2 separate regions of the Mus musculus genome follow, and region 2 is linked to region 1. The links are chromatin contacts, called in public promoter capture Hi-C maps. All regions are on one chromosome and are shown on one strand. Each heading gives the region's core, a stretch centred on a gene start, on an enhancer-like site or on the middle of the called end of the contact. The rest is flanking DNA. Distances are from core to core; before and after follow the strand shown.

Evidence for each region. Promoter capture Hi-C pulls out the DNA fragments that hold promoters and counts their contacts.
Region 2: a promoter capture Hi-C map of liver shows a contact between it and region 1, with 2.1 times the contacts expected there. The contact joins two enhancer-like sites. A contact is called at or near these places in 3 of 39 promoter capture datasets (the 3T3-L1 cell line, hippocampal neurons and liver).

Annotation. Positions count from the first base shown.
Region 1 is chr11:5,486,914-5,492,600 of GRCm38.p6, reverse strand. All of the region lies in intron 1 of Gm11963 (predicted gene 11963), which reads right to left. Among named protein-coding and RNA genes, the nearest start is that of Gm11963, 3.9 kb to the right of the region's middle. Within about 2 kb of position 1,305, at least 27 of the 459 cell types and tissues checked have an H3K27ac peak or open chromatin away from gene starts, as enhancers often do. A contact at or near this core is called in liver, where this site is marked.
Region 2 is chr11:6,041,471-6,047,516 of GRCm38.p6, reverse strand. All of the region lies in intron 1 of Camk2b (calcium/calmodulin-dependent protein kinase II, beta), which reads left to right. Among named protein-coding and RNA genes, the nearest start is that of Camk2b, 21 kb to the left of the region's middle. Within about 2 kb of position 3,371, at least 3 of the 459 cell types and tissues checked have an H3K27ac peak or open chromatin away from gene starts, as enhancers often do. A contact at or near this core is called in liver, where this site is marked.

The DNA.
Region 1 (5,687 bases), core at 56-2,555:
CTTTTACAGCCGGGGGTCACCACAACATGAGGAACTGTATTAAAGTTAGGAAAGCTGAGAAGCACTGGGGTAGAGCTGAGCTGGGCTTGGTTGTAGAGTGCTTGCTTGCTGGCCTGCACAAAGTCCTAGGTTCAGTCCCCGGCACTGAAAGAAACCTGATATGATGACAAACACCTTCTGAGGACTTGAGAAATGGAATCAAGAGAGTCAGGAGTTCAAAGTCATCTTCTGCGACACAGCAAGTCAGACCCTCTGACCCTATATGAGACACTAGCTCCTATAGCATTACCAGACCAAAAACTGGAAACTGAGATGACATCACATTCTTTGATTGCTTAAATGAATTCCAGGTAGGTGCTGTTTAACAGACAACCGTGGCCTTTCCTGCATTTGAAACTCCTTCCTGTTTGGTCTTTATGTCAATGCCAGCTGTGGGGATTTTTCTCTTTCAACCTGGCCTCTGACTTTTACTTGGTTGATAAGAAAATAAACATTGCAATCGTCATCTGTCAATAGCACCGGGAGCAGCCTTCAAGCCGGGGCCAGGAGGAGCCTTGCATCCAAGATGAGGGGCGGCTTTGACTTTACAAATGGCTTCTTCTGGGCTGGACAGCCTGGGCGAGTTTTCCTGGATTTCAGGGGTTTTGTCTCACTCTCTCACCTAAATGTTTCTTCTCCTCTTGTGTCGTCTTTATCAGATAGTAAAATCCCAGTAGGCCATGAGAAGGGAAAGGTAGGCTGAAAGCAGGGTTGGGCATTCCAGGTGCTGGGCAGGGGGCAGGGGGAGGCCTGTATATGTATATGAGTTCTCTTCAGACACACCAGAAGAGGGCATCACATCCCATTACAGATGGTCATGAGCCACCATGTGGTTGCTGGGAATTGAACTCAGGGCCTCTGGAAGAGCAGTCAGTACTCTTAACCACTGAGCCATCTCTCTAGCCCCAAATGCACACTTTCAAATGGTGAGGTTGTTGGTAATGGTTGTAGTACTATCGAATCAAACCCAGGGCCTTGTGTGCAATAGGTCTACCACTGAACTACATCCCCAGCCCTTGGTTTCTTGTGATAGGTAGGATCTCACCCTGTAGCCCAGACTACAGCCTTGAACTAGAGGTTCTCAGGCCTCGGCCTCTGTGGTGCACACAGGTGTGTGTGGACTGCCACACCCAGCTAATGTTTACCTTCATACCTCGTGGATTTCAGCTAAAATAAGACGCAAACATGACCTTACAGGGGAAGAGGCAGCTATCAATGGGCACAGTCAGGGAATCTATGGCCCGAGTCACTACACTGCTCCACACGGAGCACAGCAGAGGTCACCAGAGAGAGGAACAACGAACAAGGACTTCCTGGGGTGGTGACATTATCCCGAGGCTAGAGACAGTGATTTCAGAGCAATGACTAACTGGAGATCTGAAGGTTCTATTGCCATGCACCTCAGTGTGGTGACCTGCATAGGCACGGCCCAGCATAGCTCATGTCTTTGAAGGCCTGGTCCTCAGATGGTGAAACTGTTTGAGAAGAAATTGGCTGTGTGGCCTTGAAGGAAGTGTTTCAACAGGGGTGGACCTTGAGATTTCAAAAGCCCACGCTGGTCCTGGTGTCTCACTTTCTCGGCCTCATGTATGTGGGCCAAATTATGAGCTCTCAACTACAGCATCAGAGCCATGCCTGACTGCCGGTGGCCATGTCCCCCTCCCAACCCCCATGATGGTTATGGCTTTCTAAATCCATGAGCCACAAAGTACATGTGTCTTTCTCAAAGCTGGCTTGGTGGAGGTGTCTCTTCACAACAATAGAAAAGTACCCGAGACATAAACCAATAAATAAATAAATAAATAAATGTGAAATTCAGAGGCACTCACATGTTGTCTCAGCTACTTGGGAGACTGAGGTGGGAGGATTGCTTGGGTGTGAGTTCAAGGCCAGCCTGGGCAGGAGGAAAGGAGAGTCAGGAGTTCAAAGGCAGCCTCAGCTACATAGTAAATTCAAGGCTAGCCTGAGCTTCAGGATAGCCTATCTTTTTTTTATATATATATATATAATTTGTGTGCATGTATCTATCTGTGTGCAAGTATGCTCCCATGACTGTGGGTGCCCTCAGGGAGCAGAGGCACCCGATCTCTTGGAGCTGTTGTTATCAGCAGTGGTGAACTGCCCCATGTGGGCGCTGGGAATTCAGGTCCTCCACAGGAGCAGTGCCCTCCTAGCTGCTGACTCCTCTCTCCATGCCCAGGGTCCTCACAGGAAATAAACAAAGCCAACAACAAGTAAACATCCTAGAAAACAGCAACATTTGACTTGATGTTGTAATTTTCCTGGACTCATCATCTGTTGTTATTTATGATTATTATTATTTCATGTATAGATACGTATTTACTTACTTATTTTACTTTTTTGTTTTTGAGACCAGGTCTTTTTTGCTGTCTAGCTGTGGCTGATCTCAAATTGGCAGCACCCTTGCCTCTGCCTCTCAAGTGCTTGGAGTAAAGGCATTTGCCACCACCTCCTGGTCTCGTAGAACATTTTTAAGAGCTCAGGAGATGGTTCGCCATAGTAAAGCACTTGCCCCATAAACCTGAGTTCGAATCTCCACACCACCACATAAAGCCAGATGCAGTAGTTCAAGTCTGAAGAGTCCTGGGTCAGACAAGGTAGAAAAATGAAGAAGACGCCTTGGTTATCTTTCTTTTTTTAAAAATGCACTTGACTGATGGCCACTCTGACAGAAGTTCACATCATACATATGCTGCCAAGTCTGACAGCCTGAATTTGATTGCCAGGACCCACGTGTGTTGGGGTGCACTATGTGAAGGTGCGCCTCTGTATGTCTCATTGTTAATTCTGTACCAGCGTAGACTGTGGCCATCGCCTGGTTTCCTAGTCTGTAAACATTCACCTTCCTCACTTGCTGATTGGCTTTAGTAAAGATCTGATGGACAGTAGCCAGACAGGAAGTGGAGGGCGGAACTTCCGGCCAGAGAAAGGGTCTCTGGGAGAAGAAATCAGAAGGGAAAATTTGCCAGCCAGACATGGAGGTGTATAGTCGAGAACAGGAGCATATAGAGAACTAGTCACGTGGTGGGGCGTAGGCTAGAATAGTCGGGTTGATTTAGATTGAGCTAGCTGAGAGTCAGCTCAGTTAAAGGCCTAGCTAGCTACAATAAATATTAATAAGTCTCTGTGTCATTATTTAATCGCTGATGGATCCAGACAATCCCGCTATACACACAGTAAAGGAGAGAACAGACTCCTACAAGTTGTCGTCTGACCTTCACACACATTCTGTGGCACACAAGTACACACAAGTACACACAAGTACACACACACACACACACACACACACACTTCAATAAAGCGATAAACAAAGAATTGGTGTAATAAAACATTTCGTGGTCATGATAAGGTAATTTTATGTTATTCATACTTTAAATATTTTAAATTTTGGGCTGGGGAGGTAGGTCAGTTGGTGGACTGTGTGCCTAATAGAAATGAAACTCTAGGTTTGATCTCAGCGTCAGACAAAATGGGCGAGATGGTGCATGCCTGAAATCCCAGCAAAAGGGAAATAGTAAATAAAATAGTAAAAAGAGGACCAGGAAGTTTAGGGTCATTCTTGGCTCCATGGGGACTTTGAGGCCAGTGAAGGACAAATGAGACTCTGCCTCACGTTTTTATTGTAAAAATAAGATAGATATATTATACTGATACATGTTGTGTTATAAATGATCCTGGTTCAATTCCAGCGGGAGTGGAGAGAAAACTCCACGCAAGGGAAAGAGGTCACTGAAGAGAACTGAGTGATGGATCCACTTGTATGAGAAACCCACAAGAAGTTAACCTGTAGAGATGGGTTAGCTGACACTGAGTTGGGGGGTGGGGTGGTAACAGCTAAAAGGTATTTGAGGATGATTGAAATGTTCTGAAAGCATCGATTTCGTGGGTAGGTTCAGACTTTGTGAGCTTACAAAATAACCATAAAACAACACTGTAAATGCACTAATTGGATGGTGTATTGATTACATTTAAGTAAAGCTGTTTTTTTTTTCTTTTTAATGTATGTTCCAGGATGAAATGATGGCTCAGTGGTTCGTTAAGAGCCCTGGCTACCCTTGACAGGACCTGTGTTTGATTCCAAGCATCCACGTGGCGGCTCACAACTGTCTCACTCCAGTCCAGAGCACATGATGTGTCTTCGACCTCCCCAGCCACATGTATGCAGGAAAAACACTCACACATATGAAGTAAATCTTTTTTTAAGTAAATATTGTATGTGTTTAGGTGTTTTGCCTGCATGTGTGTCTATGTACCATGTGCATACCTGGTGACTTTGGAGGCCAGAAGAAGGTGTCAGGTGCCCCAGAACTGGAGTTACAGATGGTTGTAAGCTGCCATACGGGTGCTGTGACTCAAACCCTGGGCCTCTGCAAGAGCAGAGTGCTCTTAACCACTGAGCCACCTCTTCGGGCCCTAAATAAACATTTGTAAAATAAAAATGATGAGGGACAAAGATAGAAGACCCAGAAAAATTATTCTAGGGAGGTTGTGCAACTGGAGCAGAGAACAGGAAGTGTAGATTGGAGAAGGGGGCTATGATTATATAAACAGTCATTAATTATACAAACAGTAATTAATTATACAAACAGCCAGACTCACTGGGAGTGTGCCCGGGTGGGAGAGTATATGCTTAGCATTCATGAGAATCTGGGTTCAACCCACAGCAACAACAATCCTCAGAAATACTGAGTTAAAAACTAGTAGTAGAGTTGTGTGTGGTGTTACATGTATTTAACCCTAGCACTCAGCAGTGGCAGATGGATCTCTGTGAGTCTGAGGCAAACCTGGCCTGCATAGGAAACTCCAGGCCAGGGGGAGGGGGAGGGGAGGGGGAGGGAGGGGGAGAAGGAGGAGAAGGGAGAGGAGAAAAGAAAATATTTTAGCCATATACTACACATTACACCAACAACCAAGAACTCACAAGGCACAAGCAGAACTGACTTCCTTAGGGTAGTAGCATATAAGCCAGAGGTGTTTGCTGCCAAGCCTGGCAACTTGAATTCAATCCCCAAGACACAGGATGGAAGGAGCAAACCGATTCTCAAAAGTTGTCCTCTGGCCGCCACAAGTGTTCTGCGGCACACATTACACACACACACACACACACACACACGCACACGCACACGCACACACTCACACACACACACACACACACACACTCACACACACACACTCATTGATAAATAAATGCAGTAAACACTTGTGATACAAAATACACTGAGAGAATGAAGGGCAGTGGAATTGGCTTAAAACTGGAACTCAATCAAATCCAGACTTGAAATATCAACATAAAACAATAAAAGCTGGGTGCATAGTAGATACTTGTAATCCTAGCACTCAGGGGGTGAGACAGGAGGATCGCCACAGATTTTAGTCCAGCCAGGGTCACGGAATGAGATCTTGAATAGATAGGTAATGCATAGAGAGACTAAAAAAACAAATGTGGCCAGGCGGCAGTGGCACTTTAGTCCCAGCACTCGGGAGGCAGAGGCAGAGGCAGGCAGATTTCTGAGTTCGAGGCCAGCTTGATCTACAGAGTGAGTTCCAGGACAGCCAGGGTTATACAGAGAAACCCTGTCTCAAAAACAAAAAAAAAAGAAAGAAAAAAAAATGTGAATGGATAGCAG
Region 2 (6,046 bases), core at 2,122-4,621, 550 kb before region 1:
TGTCATTTTTAACCAAAGTTCACAGTTGACATTAGAGGTCACCTTGTGCGTTCTTTGATTATGGACAAATGTGTAATGACACATATCCACCATTGCCATACAATGTAGTGTCACTGCTCTGAGTGTCCTCTGGGCTCTCCTTAGACATCCCTCCCCCAAACCTTGGACACCTTGTTTACCATCCCAGTATCATTTGCAGCAGTTGGGGCACGGGAACCGTCTAGGGAGCCATCCAGGGCGTGGCCTTTCAGACTGAGTTCTTTCATTTGGAGCCTCATCAGGTTCCTCAACGTCTTTCCATGACTTGGTGCTCGTTTGGTTTTGGCTAACATTCCATTGTGTGCACAAACCTCCATCTATGTATATGTTCCCTGTGGAAGTACATGAACCTCCATCTATGTATATGTTCCCTGTGGATTTACATGAACCTCCATCTATGTATATGTTCCCTGTGGGAGTACATGAACCTCCATCTATGTATATGGAAGGATATCTTGGCGGCATGTAAGCTTTGGCAGTTTGCTTAGAGCGGCTTCCAGCATCTGTGTTCAGGATCTATAACTTTGCAAGCAGTCAGAGTGCATCATCTTAGAGAGTGTAACTGCTGGATCCGGTGTTTTAATTTTCTAGGAAACCACCAAACTGTCCTCAGTGGTGGGGCTGTCCCCACCCTCAGTTTGCATTGCTGTAGCTCCACAGCCTCTCCTGCACCAGATGCCAGGGTCCTGGATCTCCGCCGTCTTAGGAGGTGCATAATAGTGCATGTCTTTGCTGCTTTAATTCATGATGAAGGATGTTTGGAGTCCTTTAATATACCAATCTCCTATCTGTAAAATCTTCTTCACTTGGGTAGCTGTTTAGATCATTTGCTTGTTTTCCCACTTTGTGTTGTTTGCTTTTAAATTTTTTGTTTTTGTTTTTGTTTTTTTGCCTATTTTGGAAGCCAGTTCTTCACCAGATATATGTTTTGCAAACACTGTTTTCTGGTCAGTAGCAATTTGCCTTTTCAATCTTTAAACCGTGTCCCTCTCAGAACAGAACTTTAGAACTTTAAGTCCATCTTCCCATTGCTCTTGGTGTTGTGACTGAGTCATTAACAAAACGCATCACCTAGACTTTCTTTTCTGTTACTCTTTGGGGTTCTGTGTACTACCTTTGGGTTATAGTCCGTCTCATGTTAATTTTTTTAAAGGACTTAAGATCTTGCCAGCTGTGTGCTGTGGGATCCAGGGCAGCACAGGCCTTTAGTCCCAGCACTTGGAAGACAGAGGCAGGTGGATCTCTGTGAGTTCAAGACCAGCCTGGTCTACATAGCAAGTTCCAGGCTAACCAGAGCTACTGTCCAAACATGAAGAAGATGTAAGTTCTATGTCTAGACTCCGTTTCCGGCTGCACATCCACTTGTTCCAAGGCCGTTGTAGGCAAGAACCTCCTTTCTCCATGTGGGCTCCAGAGTCCTGGAACTGCATTCTTCTCTTCCAGGGTTGTGTTGCACATTCCGTATCTTTTTCTTTCCCACATCAACTTAAGAGTAAGTTTGTCTGGATCCATAACTAGTGGCTCTTATTCTTCATCTGTAGATGAAACTGGGAAGAGTGGACATCACAGAGTCCGTCTGGACCACCCATGATGCTTTAACACCCCTTAGTCTTCCATTTTTAAAATCCAAATTCTGTCCCTTTCCCTAGGAGGTCTTGCTCATATTTTGCCAGAGATACACCCACTTATTTTACTTGTTGTGGTGCTGACGTAGATGCAATTATATTTTAGGTTTCAAATTCTAATTTCTTCTAAGACAGCAGTTGAATTTTAAGTATCGATCAGATAGCCTCTGTCCTTTGGTACCACCTTTGACAAGGCTGCTGTTGGTCAGAAGGGGTTTCCACCCAGCTGCATCGTTTCTAAGCAAAGATGCTTATATTTCCCATCCTCATCGGTATGATCTGCATTTCCTTTCATTGTCTTCCTGCATTATTTGGGGCTTTCCAGTACGATGGCACATCACAGAGGAGGAGACATCCTAGCTTTCTTCTGATCATGTAGGGTAGTATCTAGCTTTACATATGATAGAAGCTGTAGGTCTTTGTCAATACTTTTTATCAAGTTGTGGAAATTCTATTATAGTTCTAGCCTGCTAAGAGCATGTGTGAATGTCTATCAGACATTTAAGAAAGGACAACAAGCCTGATACCCTAGCACACATCTCTAATCCCAGCCCTTGGGAGGCAGAGGCAGGTGGATTTCTGCAAGCTCATGGCCAACCTGGCCTACTGTGCTGTAATGAGTGAGTATTGGATTTTTTTTTGTTTTTTGGGTTTTTTTTTGTTTTTGTTTTTGAGACAGGGTTTCTCTGTGTAACCCTGGCTGTCCTGGAACCCACTCTGTAGACCAGGCTGGCCTCGAACTCAGAAATCCGCCTGCTCTGCCTCCCAAGTGCTGGGACTAAAGGCATGCGCCACCACGCCCGGCTGGATTTAAAAACAAAAAACAAAAACAAAAAAAAAAAACCAAAAAACTTTTTGCTATCTGTATGGTTGTATGATTTTCCATCTTTAATTTGTTGATGGCTTGATTATATTGATTTTTAATCGGAGCCAGCCTTGTGTACCAACAGTGAGTCTCACTGGATTCAACTTGGAGACCTCAGACAAAAATTTTTGCATTTAGTTTATGAAAGGTCTCCACCACAGAGACTAAGGTAAGAATTCCTTAGGCTGCTGACTTTCCAGAAAAGAATCAGTACGCTGTCTATATGTTTGCTTGTTCTATTTTTGAGGCAGATCTCACTATAGAGCCTTGGCTGGCCTATAACTCTCTATGTAGGCCAGGTTGGCCATGAGCTTGCAGAAATCCACCTGCCTCTGCCTCCCAAGGGCTGGGATTAGAGATGTGTGCTAGGGTATCAGGCTTGTTGTCTTTTCTTAAATGTCTGATAGAATTCACAGATGAGACCATGGGGCAGAGTTCTTTCTGTTTCTGAAACCTGTCAGTTACCCCCTCAGTACCTCTGAGAGATCTAGACCTGGCCAGATCACCTCTGAAAGGTGAGTGGGTCTTCCTACAGAGCCCACAATGACCTTGAAAACCAGATCTTTCTAGCCTTAGCCTTCCAAGTGCCAGAACTGCAACTATGCACCACCACTGTGTGATGTTTGTCTTTCCAAGAGCTGGTCCATCTCACCTAAGTTATCAAACCATGGCCATAGGGCTGACTGTCCACACTATTCATAGTCACCCTTTCAGAGTGGGTGGGCTCAGGAGCGACAGCCCTGCCTTCATTTCTGTGAGTCCTGTGCCCTCACCCCATCCCACTCCTGCATCTGCCCTCTTCCTCTGCTCACATTTGCAGCCAGCAGTTTTTCACTAGCATTGATCTTTCTGAAGTGTTCGGCTTTGTTGATTTTCTGTATTGATTTTCTGTCTACAGTTTCACTGATTTCTGCTCTAGATTTTATTTTCCTTGTTTCCTTTCAATACCACTCTCTCTTTCTGGTTTATTTATTTTGATGTGTGCAGATGTCTTGTCTGCATGTGTGCATGTGTACCACGTGTGTGCCATGTGTGTGCCTGGTGCCCAGAGCAGTCAGAAGAGGGCTTCAGCTCCCTAGAACTGGAGTTATGGGTGACTGTGCATCACAGTGTGGGTGCTGGAAATTGAACCTGGGACCTCTGCAAGAGCAGCAAATGTTTTAAACCACTGAGCCATCTCTCCAGAGCCTCTTACTTACTTCTTTAGGAGATGTTCACACTGAGTTTAAATATTTCTTCTTTTCTAAATATATGCATTTTATGATATAATATTTTCTCTGAAGACCACTCTCACTGCATTTGACAATTTTTATAAGTTCTACTTTCATTTTTTAAAATCAAAATATCTTCTACATTTTTCCTTCAGCCTTCTTCTTCAATCCTTAGAAACATGGCATTTAATAACCACGTATTAGGATTCTTCAGGCCATCTTTCTGTTATTCATTCTTTACTTTAATTCCATCACAGCCCACTTTGATTTCTGTTCTCTTAAATTCAATGTGTGTTTACAGCCCAGCACGGGATCTATCTTAATGAACATTTCATGTGAGTTTGAGAATGGTGGGTAAATCCTGCTGCTGAATAAGATGGTCTATCTCTAGACCTCCATCATGTCCTGACTATCTGCCTGCTAGATATTCTCATTTCTGTATATATGGGTGTGTGCACACATATATGCTCATGTGTGCGCAGGCACACTGTGTGTGTGTGTGTGTGTGTGTGTGTGTGTGTGTGTGTGTGTGTGTGTGTGTGTAGGCCAGTGGACAATCTCAGGAGTTTGCTTCTAAGGTGCCACTCAGTATCACACTGGTCTGACATTCACCTGGAAGGCCAAACTGACTAGCCAGCAAACCCTGGAGTCCACCCAGCTTCACCTTGGGTTAGGAGTGTGTGCCACTACTCCTAGTGTTTTGGCTTTGGTGTGTGTGTTTGTGTTTGTGTTTGTGTGTGTGTGTGTGTGTGTGTGTGTGTGTGTGTGTGTGTGTGTGTGTGTGTGTGTCCTGGGGACCAGACTTAGGTCTTTCTGTTTGTGCAGTGGCCATCTCCCCAACACCTGTCTCTGGGCATTTCTGACTCAAGGTTTTGAAATCTCCAATTGTGTGGTGGGTCTCCCTAATTCTTCTCACAGTTTCACCAGCGCCAGTCTCGAGCTAGTGCTTTGTTGTTGGGGTGCCTAAGTCTGGATTACTGTGACTTCTTGAAAAATGGCTCCATCACTATGTAATAGCCTGCTCATGCCTCAGTTTCCCTCACTCTTGCCCAAAGTGAATAAGGCTACTCAAGCTTTATTTCAGTGAGTGTCTTAATTCATCTAGAGCCCAAATGGATAACATAATATAAAATTTACCATTTTAAGTATTAAAAGTGTGATCAGAGGTAACATTTAGTTGTTTACACATACACACACAAACAGAGTATTTTCTTAATTTTATAAAAATTCTAAATAAAGTACTATTTGTACTTATAGATGAAAATTTACCTCAAGATTATATGTACAATAAGGAAGTGGCAGAGTCATGGACAAACGAATAAATAATAAAAATGATGTGAGGTGTAAGATATTGGCCCTATGTACTATTGTCCTCTCAATTTACATATCATTTACATATCCATTGACGCACTTATACTGCTATATGACTAGTCACATTGCTTCTTCTATTTTCTATCATATCTATTCCAAGTTTTTAACCATTTTAGGACAGATTTCCACCACACTAAGTACACTCTGTCCTTGTGGAACTTTTCCATCTGTACCAGGTGAAGCTCGGGACCCACTTGACACCCCCTCCCCACCCCCTCCTTCCTCCAGGCCCCTGCTACCACGGTTATCTGTCTTTCTATGGACTTGCCTATCCTGGGCATCTGTGTGGGGCGAATCCTGCAGTGTTCATCGTTCACAGCTGGCTTGCTTTGCTTGGTGAACATCTGTAAGGTGTGTGGATACTGTAGTGGGTTGTCCGGATTGTCTTCCTTTCTGAGGCTGAGGAACGTCCCGTGTGCACACGGGCTGCCCTTCGTCCCCCATTCTTCCTTCGACAGGCACTCGATTGCTTTTGATGATTGTGAGCAATTGTGGCATATGCGTTTCTGTTTTAGTCCTGGCTCTCCATTCTTTGACTCCGCTTAGGATTGCTGGACCATGTGTCGACCCCGTGTTTAACTATTTTGCGGAAACTGCAGGCTTTCTTATCATTTTATGTCCTCAACACTGAGCCAGAAGTCCTCTGCCTTCCCCGTCAGCACATGTGTTTGGTGTGTTAAATGTTGTTTGTTTGTTTTTGTAGTAAAAGTGGTCATCCTTAGGAACAGGGAGCGACAACGCTTCACTGTGGCTTTGGCCTGATTTCCCTGGGGCTATGGGATGCCGCACATCTTTCAGGGTCCTGACTGACCAGGAGCTTCTGTGGAGAAATGTTTACTCAAGTTCTTTGCTTATGCTTTTGGGTTTTGTTGTTAACTTTAGGATTTTTTAAAATTTAGCTCTTAAGCTGGGCAGTGGTGGCACATGCCTTTAAT